Linked DNA regions of Zea mays: region 2 is linked to region 1. A link is a contact called in public Hi-C data. All regions are on one chromosome and are shown on one strand. The core of a region is the stretch at or near the end of the contact, and the rest is flanking DNA. Distances in the headings are between cores, read along the strand shown. Region 1 holds the start of LOC103636032 (protein ALTERED PHOSPHATE STARVATION RESPONSE 1). Region 2 holds the start of LOC100384768 (SIT4 phosphatase-associated family protein).

Region 1 (2,592 bases), core at 27-2,526:
TTAATACAATCGGCAAGCTTTGTTTGGTTTTTTTTTAATGCGGTGGACATGCCATTTTATATTTTTATGGGTTACCATACTGATGTTGGTTTTTTTTCTATGGCCATCCCTATCGTACGTGCTCAGATTCCCACCCCTTCTTCTGAGAAAACGTGCTCGGATCTTTAATTGGCTGCGTTCGCTGCTGCACATAGTTTCTAACATCTGTTTGTCTCATATGGATCAAAACATTATATATATATAGTTTTTATCGGAGTTTAAATTTTTAATATTCGATCGTTTCAAAATCCATATACTGGAAATTGGATTTCTAATACATACATGAGATAGATACTAGTATCTGAATGATTGATGTCCGATTGTAAGATTAGAAGAAGAAAAATGGACCAGTGGGTGGACGGCGGCAGTAGCTACAACAGCAGGCGTAGGTGTGTCGACAGGCACCCAGCGTTTGCATTCCATCGACCACCTGTTTGGTGGCTCGGCTCGTGTTTATCTGAAATCCTATCACCCCTGCACGTGGCACTACCGTACAAGCAAAACCAAACTTGTCTCTCACTTCGTTACAGAAAAGCACATCACCATGGCAGTATAGTAGGTTGCCACGAATTGGGCTTACCTTCAATTTAATTAAATATACAGATGCAGCATTAGACTCAATCATTCTGAAACCACCCCAGTAGGCAGTAGCCCGTGTCAGATTCCGACGAATACGGCAGCACTAATTAGTGTCATTATGTAGTTTTTAATCCATATTATCCGTGATGGTGGGTGACGTGGAGTGTGGACCAAAGAGGCGAGACGCGAGAGAGAGGAAAGGCAAAACGAAAAAGCGAGGAAGGATACTACAATACAAGTGGTAAGACTGGCCGCAGCGCTCACCGCGCGGCCGCCCCCTCCCCTAGAGTGGCGGCTACAGGGGCGCCCCTGCGCCCGCAGCGCGGCCCCCTGCGAGCCCCCCCACGCGTGGGAGATGAACAGCACTCCCCTGGCTGTAGCGTGAGTTCAATCTCCCCCTATTCACTGTTCATCTGTACAGTGGTTCTTTAATAGGTGAAGAAAAAATGGTAACAGATGATGAATAGGGTAGGAAAGTGATATTTTATAGTTGTAGTGGGGTATAGGGGGAGTATTTAGGGGTAACCGCTGCGGTAGATGAAAAAATAGGGGGTGAAATGTTGATGATGTGACGCAAAAAAGTGATATAGGGGGAAAAATTTAGAGGGAACCGCTGCGGATAGCCTAAGCCGTGGAGTGCCGCCAGTGGCAGCGGTGGAAACTGGCAGCTCTGACCACATCCAATCCAACTGCCCTTGCTGCACAACCGAATCCCACGCCTTCTCTTCCTTTTCCCTTGCTCTCTCCAGCCCCTGCTGCTCCTGCCGGGCGCTGCCTGCCGCCGCTGACCGCCCCCGCTCTCTCTCTCTCTCTCTCTCTCTCTCTCTCTCTCTCTCTCTCGTCCCCCAATCACCCCAATTGCCGGGTGCTCCTCTTCCTGTCACCCCCATGTTGACTGCTGCCCGCCAGGCCGCCAGAGAGGGAGGATTAGGAAAGGGGGGAAAGAGAGACGGACGGCTTCTCGGGAGTGGGTAAGACTCACATGATGCAATTACCTCCATCTTTCCCTCTTCTCCTTTTGCGGGCATACTCTTCTCCTCCGCCTGGCTAGATCCTTCTTTCCTCGTCCCGGATTAGCTCCCAATCTCGCCAATGGTCCAGGTTGCTGGCCGTGGAACATTTCTTCAGTTGGGCCCACTCTCTGGTAAGGCAAGGCAACCAGCCCACAGCACACTACTTCTAAGTTCTAATTAGGGATATGTTGTTCTCTCTCGCGGCTGATTCATCGTTTTCTGGGTCGTCTCTTTTGTCTACCTGGTTTCAGTGCCGGTTCCATCGGGTTTTGACGCAAGAGTAGAGGACTTGGTAGGTCGTTGTGTTGTGACTCATTGTTGGAGAGCAGGACCGATTTCAGATTGAGGACAATTTCAGCCAATTTTGCAGGAACCCGTAAAACCCATCCGGAGAATTTTCCCTGCGCGTCCCATGATTAGGAGCTGCGGCTGGACAGTGCCCTACGCTCTGGAGTTTTAGTGCGAATCGTTGCCAGTTTCAGTCAACTTTTGATGGAGCCCAGGTGTTGAGCGCCAATTTGGGAGTTCCAGCTGACGCTGCAGTCTGCATTCTTCTAAGGCCATCAGTGAGGAATTTTCGTTCCTTGGTGGCAGATGGGTTCCTCCAGCTCTAAAGTGGACAATGAGGAGCCCGTGAGGCGCTCCAAGGACAGGAGGCGGCTCATGAAGCAGCTGGTGCGCCGCCGCCCAGAGCTTGCAGCTGCGCACATTGCATACCTGCACGCCCTCCGCAACACAGGAGCCACTCTCCGGCAATTTGTGGAGCTGGAGTCTGCTTTGTCACAGCAGCCTCCGGTAGGCCTTGCGGCGCCGCCCTCGCCTACTCCACAGTCGCTGCCGCAGCCGCAGCCCCCGCCACCTCCTGAACCCTCACTGCCACCCTCGCCACACCCCCCGCCGCCTCTGCCTTTTAGTCCAGTAACCACCATAAGAAAGATGGAGAAGAGGGATGGTGAATTCC
Region 2 (2,592 bases), core at 34-2,533, 230 kb after region 1:
GCCTCCCAACCACTTCTAGTCGTTGGCTGAATTCTGCTGGCGATGGGCGCGCTGGACAACCACTATGCACTGTCCGGTGCGCGCCACGTCAGCGCAACCGTTAGGTTTCTGAGCAGTTGGCCGTTGGAGACGTTTGTCTTCTAGCTGCGCCGGACAGTCCGGTGCCACACCGGACAGTCTGGTGCCACACCGGACAGTCGGGTGCCCTCTGATTTCTGTGCTTCTGACTCTGTTGCGACAATCTTGCTTTTGCAAAGTCGACCGTTGGCGCAGAGAGCCGTTGCTCCGCTGGCTCACCGGACGGTCCGGTGAATTATAGCGGAGCACGTCTTCAAATTCTCGAGAGGGCTGGTTTTGAGTTGTACGACATTGGTGCACCGGACAGTCCGATGCGTCATTTTTCAGCACACTCAAGTTTCTTTTGCTCCAATTAAATTGTGTCTTTAACTTGATTCCTTTCTTGGTTTATGTTGAACCTTATGCACCTGTAATACATGAATTCTAGACAAAATAGTTAGTCCACGTGTTTACGTTGGTCATCAATCACCAAGATTAATTATAGGAAATGATTAACCCTATTTACTTTTAAAGAGAAATATGCCCCCATCATAAAACACAGAATCAAAGTAATCTCTATTATTATTATTATTATTGAATGATTCAAGTCTTGAGACTCTTATATTAGGGTTTACAATAATTTAAAATGAAAGAAGTATGACACAATTTTATTTAATTAAGTATATATACATGAAAGCAAATTAATAAAAAATATTGGGTAGTTCTTCGAAACAAATTTCCCCGTACAAGTCTCAAACGACAAGAAGGCCCTGTTTGGCACAGCTGCCGCTTGTTGAAAAAGCGGCTTATTTGATAAGCTGGTGAAAAGCAGTTTCTGCTTGTTGGCTGCTTTTAGTGTATTCTGAGAAGCAGCTGAACTGATAAGCTGCTGCAGAAGCTAGTTGTTTGGCATAACTTCTAGTTAAATTTGTGAAAAAGCTGAAAATAAGATGTGCCAAACAGGGTCGAAGAGAAATCAGGCAAAAACTCTGCAATCCGTTCACGTGTCTGCCAGCGGCCAGCGGCCAGCTGCCCCGGTGAAAGTAACAGCGCCCGGTGGCAGAACATTTACCCCAAATCCAACCCAAATCAAATTTCCCCAAACGGAGGAAAGAAACGGAAGCCGAAAAGAAAAGCGTGCTCTTTTTTCATCCTTCGTGCGTGGTGCGCGAGCGTGCGCCTCCCTTACCATCTCGCGATCCCAATTCGATCCGCTCGCCAGCTCTCCCCATCAGACCTGCCCTCCCCGGCCGGGCGATTCGCCGCCGCTACTCGAATTCGCGTGGACCCGTCATCCATTCTCGCTCCCCGGCGCCCCAAACCCTAGATCCGCTGCTGTTCTTCCCACCGCCGCCGCCATGTTCTGGCGCATGACCGGCCTCTCCGCGGCCTCGCCCGTGAGTTCCCCCTCCTTTGCTCCTCATTACACACTGTTGCTTCTCAGGTTGGGAGCGTGGGCGCGCGGCGCTGTTGCTGAGAGCTGCTGGTGTGGTTTGTTTGCTTGTTTCGGATTGGGTCGGTGGATTGGATTTTGGATTCGGCTGTTGGGCTGCAATGCTCGCTTATTTTGAATATTTCCCTTGGAGCTTCGTGCTGGAATTAGTGTACGAGTGCGCTGTGGCTGCGAGATGTGTGATTTTGCATCGATGTACGTGTATGCTGTTCCCGTGGATTTGAGGGTGCCAGTGGGGTCAGAGCTTGTGCTGCTGAAAGGAATGATACGCCTTGGTTCTGATTGGGCTTAGGTTTCGGGGAGGACTGAATCATTTGTGTGTGACAGGAGATTCATTTTATGGCAAAGAGGAGGCTTTGTTTGTTTTGTTATGCTGAACCTATTATCTTGTGGCATTCTGTTTCATGAACTTTTGTGATAGACAATTGTTTGTTATGCATAGGGCACTGCTGCTGCTGCAGAAAGTATTTGCATTTCACGCTGGAATAGTGTACCATTGCAATATGCCCTTGCCAATATATTTCTTTTTAGTTATGCTCATGGAAATGCCCTCGTTGGATTTACTGGGATTAAATTCTGTTTTGTTCACTGCATAGTCACATAATATATACAATGGAATAAAAATGATGTGACACCTGTAATTTTATGTACAAGCTTGCAACTTAATATATATCCGATTTTGTTTTTGAAGTGATTCTTGAACTTGATCACTTTCATTGTAAACCATTCTTATTCTTTCGATGGTCAGTTTAGTCACTGCAAATAGCTTGATCCATGGAGGCCTTGTGTTTTTTACTCATTTACTATTAAAGAGAGTTATTAATTCAGGGCCGTGTCTGAGACTTTAGGGGCTCTGGGCAGAACCATATATAAAAACACATTTTGATAGACCGAACGACAAAACACAATGAGTTAGCTATTGCCTATGGTATATGTGTACATGCGAAGGTCGATTGTCGATGGCGTGTCCTGGCGTTTTTGTAGTTCTGTCTGGACTCTCCAGTCCTTTGGAGACGTGGTGGCGGCAACACGACGGGAATTATGTTTTCTAGATGTATTCTGTTCTGAGTACTGACTTGAAA

The links. A called contact is a pair of places that touch in the nucleus more often than the background predicts.
Region 2: a contact with region 1 is called in a Hi-C map of tassel, with 2.7 times the contacts expected there. The contact joins the promoter of LOC100384768 here to the promoter of LOC103636032 in region 1. A contact is called at or near these places in 9 of 25 Hi-C or Micro-C datasets (bundle sheath, ear, endosperm and 3 more).

Annotation. Positions count from the first base shown.
Region 1 is chr8:143,438,284-143,440,875 of Zm-B73-REFERENCE-NAM-5.0, forward strand. It overlaps LOC103636032 (protein ALTERED PHOSPHATE STARVATION RESPONSE 1), which reads left to right and starts at 1,277. Exons shown (of 7, transcript XM_020543385.2): 1 at 1,277-1,762; 2 at 1,883-1,923; 3 at 2,002-2,592. The coding sequence starts at 2,226.
Region 2 is chr8:143,664,400-143,666,991 of Zm-B73-REFERENCE-NAM-5.0, forward strand. LOC100384768 (SIT4 phosphatase-associated family protein) reads left to right here and starts at 1,284. Exons shown (of 19, transcript NM_001177224.2): 1 at 1,284-1,454. The coding sequence starts at 1,416.